Regions from separate parts of the Sus scrofa genome. Here regions 1 and 3 are each linked to region 2. A link is a contact called in public Hi-C data. All regions are on one chromosome and are shown on one strand. Each heading gives the region's core, a stretch centred on a gene start, on an enhancer-like site or on the middle of the called end of the contact. The rest is flanking DNA. Distances are from core to core; before and after follow the strand shown.

The links. Hi-C and Micro-C count contacts between places; a contact is called where the count stands out from the background.
Region 1: a Hi-C map of subcutaneous adipose tissue shows a contact between it and region 2, with 5 times the contacts expected there. The contact joins the enhancer-like site here to the promoter of SOCS7 in region 2. A contact is called at or near these places in 3 of 5 promoter capture datasets (fetal liver, fetal skeletal muscle and liver), 29 of 47 Hi-C or Micro-C datasets (adipose tissue, alveolar macrophages, blood and 16 more) and 2 of 2 datasets of contacts at active chromatin or transcription factors (alveolar macrophages and skeletal muscle).
Region 3: a Hi-C map of brain shows a contact between it and region 2, with 4 times the contacts expected there. The contact joins the promoter of MRPL45 here to the promoter of SOCS7 in region 2. A contact is called at or near these places in 2 of 47 Hi-C or Micro-C datasets (brain and embryonic fibroblasts) and 1 of 2 datasets of contacts at active chromatin or transcription factors (alveolar macrophages).

Annotation. Positions count from the first base shown.
Region 1 is chr12:23,678,651-23,681,351 of Sscrofa11.1, forward strand. No RefSeq gene overlaps it. Among named protein-coding and RNA genes, the nearest start is that of ARHGAP23, 12 kb to the left of the region's middle. Within about 2 kb of position 1,426, at least 30 of the 83 cell types and tissues checked have an H3K27ac peak or open chromatin away from gene starts, as enhancers often do. A contact at or near this core is called in adipose tissue, fetal liver, fetal skeletal muscle and 1 more, where this site is marked.
Region 2 is chr12:23,721,744-23,724,443 of Sscrofa11.1, forward strand. It overlaps SOCS7 (suppressor of cytokine signaling 7), which reads right to left and starts at 1,319. Exons shown (of 10, transcript NM_001201486.1): 1 at 518-1,319. The coding sequence starts at 1,302.
Region 3 is chr12:23,765,034-23,767,733 of Sscrofa11.1, forward strand. MRPL45 (39S ribosomal protein L45, mitochondrial) reads right to left here and starts at 1,443. Exons shown (of 8, transcript XM_021067079.1): 1 at 1,295-1,443; 2 at 283-460. The coding sequence starts at 1,360.

The sequences.
Region 1 (2,701 bases), core at 176-2,675, 43 kb before region 2:
ACCCCCGCCCCGCCCCGCCCCGCCCCGCAGGCCCCGCCCCCGCCCCGCCCCTCCCTCCCTCCCCCACCCGCGGGTAGAGACTCCGCGCGCGCTCACACACACACATACACACACACACACACACTCTCCCTCTCTCTCTCTCTCTCTCTCTCAATCACACACATACAATGCACACACACTCCTCACACATCCCAGGGGGCACATCCTGCCAGCACCCCCTCTTCCACCTGTCCTGGGGGCACTGCTAGTCCAGAGAAGATCCACTCTCGGGGCAGCCCCTCTCCTCGCTTCTGAGGTGATCAGAGTCAGAAGGGGCCCCAGCCCTTTTTTTATGGGGACCATAGAGGAGGCCCGCCCAAGGTCACGCAGCAGCTTGGTGACAGAGCTGACCCCATGACTCAGACGGCTGTGATCACCTGAGAGCCCGCCAGAGATACCCACAGAGCCTGGACCCCAGGGAGACCCCACCCCGTGATCAGGAGTCTGAGCCCTGTGACCCGATGAGGACAGGAGCTGGGGAGGGAGGGGCCACTCCCCGCCGCCGGGATCCAGCCTCTCTTCATCCAGCCTCTCTTCGAATGTCTCCCCGACGCCCTTGGGTGGGTGTGGAGAGCAGGAATGGAGATTCCTGTCGCCCACCGTGTGCCATGCCCGGGGCATGTGCCAAGTAGGAGGAGGAGCTGAACTGTTTGTCCAGTGACAGAGAAGGGTCATCTGAAGCTCCAATACCAGCTGGGAACCCGACCTGTGGGCAGTGGAGCCACCAACTCTGGTGAAGGCCAGGAAGGGGGCGAAAAGACTGCCTCCCCCACTGATATTCCCTCCCCCATCAGGAGTGGCTCCTGACCACCCACCAGGCCCCCCACACCCCTCATCCCACCACCCCACCCCCACCCCCGTCCTGCGCCTTTCAGGGCAGGGCCAAACCAAGGGGGCTACCACATGAGCAGGCACGTGAGAGGCAGGCATGCTGCCCAGGGCGGGAGTGTGTAGACCCGGAGTGGACAAGGCTGGGAATTAACCTGCCCTGAGGCGGGCAGTGGGGTGGGGGCATCAGGCTGGCTGCACAAACCCCCTGGGCCTGTGCCCAGGCGGCATGAAGGGGACCCTCCTTATGGCGCCCTAGCCACCACCAAGGGGACCCGAGGGTGAGGGGGCAGGGGGCTGGAAGCTGAGATGGGGAGAGTTAAGATCCTCAGCAGGTCCAGACAAAGGGGGCTTTATAGGCTGGGGGTGGGGAGCATGCTAGGGGGAGGAAGGCAGGAATGCAGGCCGGGAGGGCCCCAAGCTCCCAGGCAGCCCAGTTTGGGGCTGAGGTTGGACCCCCCAGCCCTCCCGTGCTTTGGCCCTGCAGAGTATGTGCTGCTCTGCTCCTGGGACTGCAGCCAGCAGTCTCGGCCACCCCTCCCCTCAGGGATCTGTTGGGCGCTGCCCACACACTCCCAGTCTTCCCCGCCCAGCTGGCTGCGGCCTCTCTTGGCTTCCCTGCCATGGCCTCTCAGCGGCCTCGTGGCCCCGGTCTGCTACCCAACTGGGTGCCCTGCTGGCTGCCCAGGGAGGGGAGCGACAGACTTGGGTGGGGTCACAAGGCTATGGGGTCAATGAGGCCCTTTGTCCCTTCAGATGGAATCTGTCCTGGGCTAAAGAGACAGGAGACAGAGAAGAATGCTAGCCAGCAAGCACGGTCCCCCTGACCCGGTCTCTCCCAAGCCCTGGTGGAGCTGGGCCCAGGGCTACGGAAGGCAGGCTCCATTCTTCCCAGTTGCTTTCCCTCTGGTTTTCTTTCCGGGCTGAAGCAGCCACTGGAAGTGAAAACGAGGAAGAGGAGGTGGCCCAGTGACAGTGGCCACCCATTCTGGTCTCTGAATCAGCTGCTGCTTGCCCAGGGCTAAGGTCTGGCCTGGGACTTTGCAGGGTCGAGAATTGTCTGTCCCCAAAGATGCTGATCTGGCCCTGAGGAGTAGACTCCTACTAGCCAAAGTCATGGTGGCTAGATTGCTAGACCCCAAAACTATTTTATCAATGCACCCTGAGCACTACAGGAAGCTTCATAAGCAGAGAATCCCAGTGAACAGAAGGGGTGGTACTGCCCAGCATCTTTACCCCAGCCTGCAGGGTCCACATGTGCAACCACCCCAGTCCTCCCTCTTCCCTGGCAGCCCGGATCTCTGATAAGCTCCTACTCTGATTTCTGTTTCTACACTGGACATGGGTCAGAACCTTCAGCCACAGCTTTACCTCCAAGGGGCAGCAGTGGGGCAGGGACAGGGCCCAGCTCAGGTCATTGGATGTATGTCTTCTTTTATCTCCTTCATAAGATTAAAAGAAGACAGCCTTGGAGTTCCCTGGTGGCTTAGCAGTTAAAGGGTCTAGTGCTGTCACACTACTGTGGCTTGGGTTCAATCCCAGGCCTCGGAACTTCCACAGGCTTCCATTGCTGGGGAAAAAAAAGGGAGGGGGGGGAGGACAGTCTTATCTCTTGATGAGTGTCTTGGGCAAAAATCTCTTTTCAGACGGTAAAAAATGTCCAAGTCGAGCCGGCATCAGATTTTCCATCTCACTGAAAAGCTTTGAGTTACACTGGAGGAGGACAGGCTAAGCTCCAAGCCGCAGATCTGCCGAAATTTAGTAGCTCTGTGGGCAGGTATTCTCACCTCTCTGAGCTCCAGCTTCCTCATCAGGGGAAACCAGGAGGCATAAC
Region 2 (2,700 bases), core at 69-2,568:
AATAGAGCTGCCCAACTGACTGCTGCAGGCCTATAACCTCACAAGTCTGTCCTATCATCTCTACACATGAGTGTGAAGGGAGTGGGGTGCTGGTACACAGAAGAATCAGCAAGGGAGTCAAAACGCAACATCAACTTTTTTGCCCCAGAGGGCCCACATTTCCAGCAAGCTCTCTGCCAGGGGTTAGGATAGATAAGATACCTTGTAAAAACTTTAAAAGCTGGGCCAGGGTAGGCGTGTGGGGAATGATTTCAAATTATCTCCTGATTAGAGAAATTCTAACCAGCTGAGAAGTCTCACCTGGGAGTGAATTCTCAGAGTGAATGCTGCTCCCACAATGGGCGCTGACCTAATGAGCAATGTCACCACCTTTAGCCCGCAGTCTCTGCCTCCTTATGAAGACCATTGCCTAAGCACTGTCAGGATCGTGTTAGCAGTACAATAAAAGGGAAAATGAAAGAAGAAGGGGGAAGTTTATCAGGCAGCCCGCCCGCCCGCCCGCCCCAGCCGGTCTCACCTCCCGGTGTCCAGCTCCCGGCCCGCAGAGCCTCCCATGTCTGTCAGGCTCCCAGCTGAAGCAGCCAGCTCTCCAGAAGGCCTCTTGCCGGCCCCATCCCCACCGCCGGAGCCACCGTTGCAGCTCTTCGTGCGAAAGAGGCGACTGAGGCGAATTTTGAGGGAGCCCTTCCGAGAAGGGCCCGCGAGCGGCCGGAGGGGCCCAGGAGGAGGTGGGGGCGGGGGAGGTTGCTGCTGCTGTTGCTGCTGCTCCCCTCTACTCAGGCGCCCTGGAAGGACCAAGTCCTGCATTGGGAAGGGCACCGGGGGTAATTCAGGGCCAGGGGGCTGCAGCAGAAGCCGGCCGCCCCCTCCTCCTCCGCGGCCCGGGCTGCTGAGCTCCTCTTCCGAGCAGCTGTTAGTCTCCAGGCTCTCGGCCTCCGACTCCAAGCCCTCTAGGACCAGCAGCGCGTCGCTGGTTTCCGTGGGGTCCTCCCCGGCCTGCGGGGCGGCAGCAGGCGGCTGGGGCTGCGGAGGGGGCGGCTGCGGGGGGCACGGACATGGGCAGCAACCCCCGCTGACCGTCTTGACTCCCGGCCCCGCCGACTGCCCGAGCCCCAGGGCCGCCAACTGCGCCTCTAGTCCAGCTGCCGGACCCCAGGTCCGCTCGAGCGCCAACCCCGGAGGCAGGGCCTTGGGGTCCAGAGCACAGCGGTGCCGGGGACACAGCAGTTCTGAGGGTCCCGGATCCGGGGCCGCCTCCGCGTCCTCCTCCTCCGGCGGCCGACCCACGTTGCGGAACACCATCAGCTGCGGCGGCCTGGAGCCCCGCGGGCCGGGCCGCGCGAGGAAGGGTGGCGGCGCGGGGCCATGGCCCGGGGGCGGCGGCGGCGGGCCTGGCTCGGGGGCCGCCTCTCCATAGCCGAGCAGGCGGCTCAGGACGCGGTACGAAGCGGCCGCCGCCGCCGCCTCGCCATCCCGGAGTTCGGCCCCCTGCATCGGGGAGAGGGAGGGAGGGCGGGCGGCTGGGAGCCGGGCTGGGGTGGGGACTAGGCCGGGCCCCGCCGGAGCCCCGCCCGCCGCGGCCCCCGGAGCGACAGCGCTAACGGCCACCGCGGCCTCTGCCTCATACAGGGGGCGGGGGGCGCGCGGAGCCCAGCGCGAGCCCAGGCCGCGCGCCGCCGCCGCCGAGCCCCGCCCCTGGTGGCGTCACTTCCTGGCGTGATAGCCACGCCCCTTTCCCCAGAGCTTGCTCGCGCAGGCCTCTACGGAGCGTGACGTTGCGCGCGGCCTGGGCTGCGATTGGCAATGGGCTTCTTCTCGCCTAGCAGTTAGCCCCCTACTGCGACCCCGGTTTTTCACTTCCCAGGTGCTCAGGCCGAGCCCCCCCCCAACCCGCGGGTAAGGTGGGGTGGCCCTGGGAAGCCTAAGCTAGTCCTGGAAGAGAGCCGCTGACCCTGGGAGGACAGTACCCCTGGCTCCGGTCCCTCCTGTGCCGCTTGCGATGTGCGACTGTGGCCACGTCGTTTGTTCATTGATTAACTGTATTTTCCCCCCTCCCTTGGCATCTAGTGAGTATTTATGAAATGACACATGAATAACATGTTCTAGACCAGGACATGTGCTGATAAGTGTTGAACAGCTGATTGTCAAGAGAAAACGGGAATGTATGCATATATATATACACACACACAAATTTATCATAAATTGTGCTGATGTAAAGGATGTGAAGCACAGAATTTACAAATAATAATGTACAACTGCAAATTCCTTATAACCAATTGATTCTCACAGAATGCTTTCATTGATTTTTGCCAGACTCCTGTATGGGTGGCCAACCTGTCGTTTCAGTTGACTGGAGAATACAATTGTGACATAGATGTTAGTTGATGTTCTCTGCATCAGTGTAAGAGGGAAGTGAAAAAACAAAGACTTCTTAACTGTCCATTATGGAAGCGACTTCTTTGCTGAATTGGAAAATTGTTTTCAAATACTGAAAGAATATTTCCTGAGTTTCTGTGCCATACACAATGTAATGGCTGCAGATATAACACGTTCATGTAAAATCTTAAATATTGGAGTTCCCACTGTGGTGCAGTGCGGCACAGGGGTAAATGATCCAGCTTGTCTCTGTGAAGGCGTCTGTTGCATCCCCAACCCTGCGCAGTGAGTTAAGGATCCGGCATTGCTGCAGAGGCATAGGTC
Region 3 (2,700 bases), core at 193-2,692, 43 kb after region 2:
GTGGGTTAAGGATCTGGCATTTCTGTGAGCTGTGGTGTAGGTCGAAGACATGGTTCAGATCCCGAGTTGTTGTGGCCCTGGTGTAGGCTGGTGGCTACAGCTCTGATTCCACCCTAAGCCTGGGAACCTCCATGTACTGCAGGAGTGGCCCAAGAAATTGCCAAAAGACAAAAAGCCAAAAAAAACAAAAAACAAAAAATCATAGGCCAAATCATTCTACTCTCCAAGAAAATCTCTGACAAAAGGGGACTGGGTCTGGGTCTCAGAAATACCATGTCTCACCTGTACAGGCTAGATGTATGGGGCGCTCCAAACGTTCATGAGGTATGACCAGTCCTGCTTTCCGGGCATGTTCTACAAACTCCTTCTCTGATTTGTACTTGGGTTGATAGGTAGGGGGTGTGAAACGTTTTTTAGTTCTCACTGGAACTACTGCTGTGGACTGAGTCACCAAGACTGGCTGGAGGATAGCAGAAAAAGGTTAGATAATCAATCTTGCACAAATTCTAAGCAGAGATAGAAAGGGCACATCCAAAAAATGACTTAGGAACAATTATAAAGCCACATGTCACAAGGGGAAATGCACTACTATCTTAACAATTATGGCTGTCCCTTACTAAAAGGCAGTAAGTAACTTTACTAACACAACCCAATGTTTACGCATGGCTTTCCTTTAGTACTTTCCATGGCACAGGACTATGCCAAACCCCTGGGATGCAGAGTTGATGAAAGCAAGGCTTTTGCTTTCAAAGAACATTCAGTCTGATGGGGAACTTAAACACCAACTCTTTGGTATCTCCTCTACATTTACTCAGATTACATTCTATTGAAAGCCTCACTGTAAACTTTACTCTGTCGCTCTAGCTCCTAAGTGATCAATAACCCTTTCAAAGGCCAGGTTTCTTCTCTCTGATCATGAGGTTTCTTCAGGCAGGTACGAGACTCTCTCCTGTACAGCCACTGTGCAATTGAAATATTTATAAAAATAAAAGGGAAGCGAGCCCACCTTCCAAACCATTCTCTCCCCTTTAACACCTTCACGCTCGTCTGACCCAGACTTAACGGGAGAAACCTTAATCCTCGAGAAACTGCTCGCTCTCATGGCCATACCGAGGCTCTCACCACTCAGCCACACAGCTCAGTAGCTGTGTCCCGTTTACCTCAACTCTTCCCTAGCCTAGGTACGACTCATATCATCCAAACTCACGAAGGACAACTGCAAAGCGAGTATTTCTCTCTACTCTCTCCTACTCCTCCAGCCCCAAGAGTCCTATCCACCCCCGTCCCTACCCACCTGCCGAGACCACCATCCTAAAACCCTGGGTAAGCAAGACAAGCCCCGTGTTACGGGGGCTGCCATTTTGCTCGCGCAAAGGCAGCTGGGATGGAGACTGAAAGTGATGCGCCTGGGGCAGGAAAGAAGGCGCAAAGGGTGGAGCTAGCGCGGCCGTGGAATTTTCCAGGGCGCGCGCCCTCCTCCAAAGTGCGAGAGGCGCGAACGCGCACGTGCACGTCTGGGAGGGGGGCGGGGTGGGGGAGTGGAGTAGGGCTGCGCCTGCGTGGTAAGACGGCGTTGGGGGCAGGGGGAAGCACGGTTGTCACGCGCCAAGCGGAGGGCGCGGAGCCAGAGCTGCGCTTGCGCACCAGGCGTTCTGGCGGCCGGGAGTTACTCCCTTCCTGTAAAATTGGCACGTTGCTGCACCTTGCTTCTAGTCCGTGAAGAATGAGAAGCTGTTTCTCTTCTGAGACAAGTGTTTTTCTTCAGTGCCTACTTGGATCTTAGGAATGGCAAAAATGACTGGGTTCTGGGTCTGGGTCCGTCCTCGGACAACCTTAAGGCGGAGTTAACAATATAGTATTTATATGGAATAATATAGTTTTCCCAATCTGTACCGTGTGAAGGATAATAGTCTTTCTTACCATCAAATTAAGGTAGTTAATGACTATTGTGTTTATTGAAACAAAAGACGCATGGACTGATAAAAACATCTGTCTTTTTGGGACGGAGGTACAGAGGTACCTGTAGCACTTGCTTAGGCATTGCCAGGCAATTCGCTAAGCATTTTACATTTATTTACTCAATCATCAACGTAGGAGTAATACTCGTTTACATATGAACTTGGGCAGCACAGAAATTATGTAATTTTTCTAAGGTCACACAGCTAAGAACTAGAAGAATTGGGATTCACGTTCAAGCAGTCTAATTCTAGAACCCATTCACTGACTGCTACCTTGTACTGCTTCAGTAATCATTGCCGAAAGGCAAACACTTTCTATACTTAACTTTACGGTTTTATCTCATTTTGCCAATTAATTTTTTTTTTTTTTTTGTCTTTTTTGTTGTTGTTGTTGTTGTTGCTATTTCTTGGGCCGCTCCCGCGTCCCGCGGCATATGGAGGTTCCCAGGCTAGGGGTTGAATCGGAGCTGTAGCCACCGGCCTACGCTGGAGCCACAGCAACGCGGGATCCGAGCCGCGTCTGCAACCTACACCACAGCTCACGGCAATACCGGATCGTTAACCCACTGAGCAAGGGCAGGGACCGAACCCTCAACCTCATAGTTCCTAGTCGGATTCGTTAACCACTGCGCCACAACGGGAACTCCTTTTTTTTTTTTTTTTTTTTTTTGGTCTTTTTAGGGCTGCACCTGCAGCATATGGAAGGTCCCCCGCTAGGGGTCGAATTGGAATTGGAGCTGTA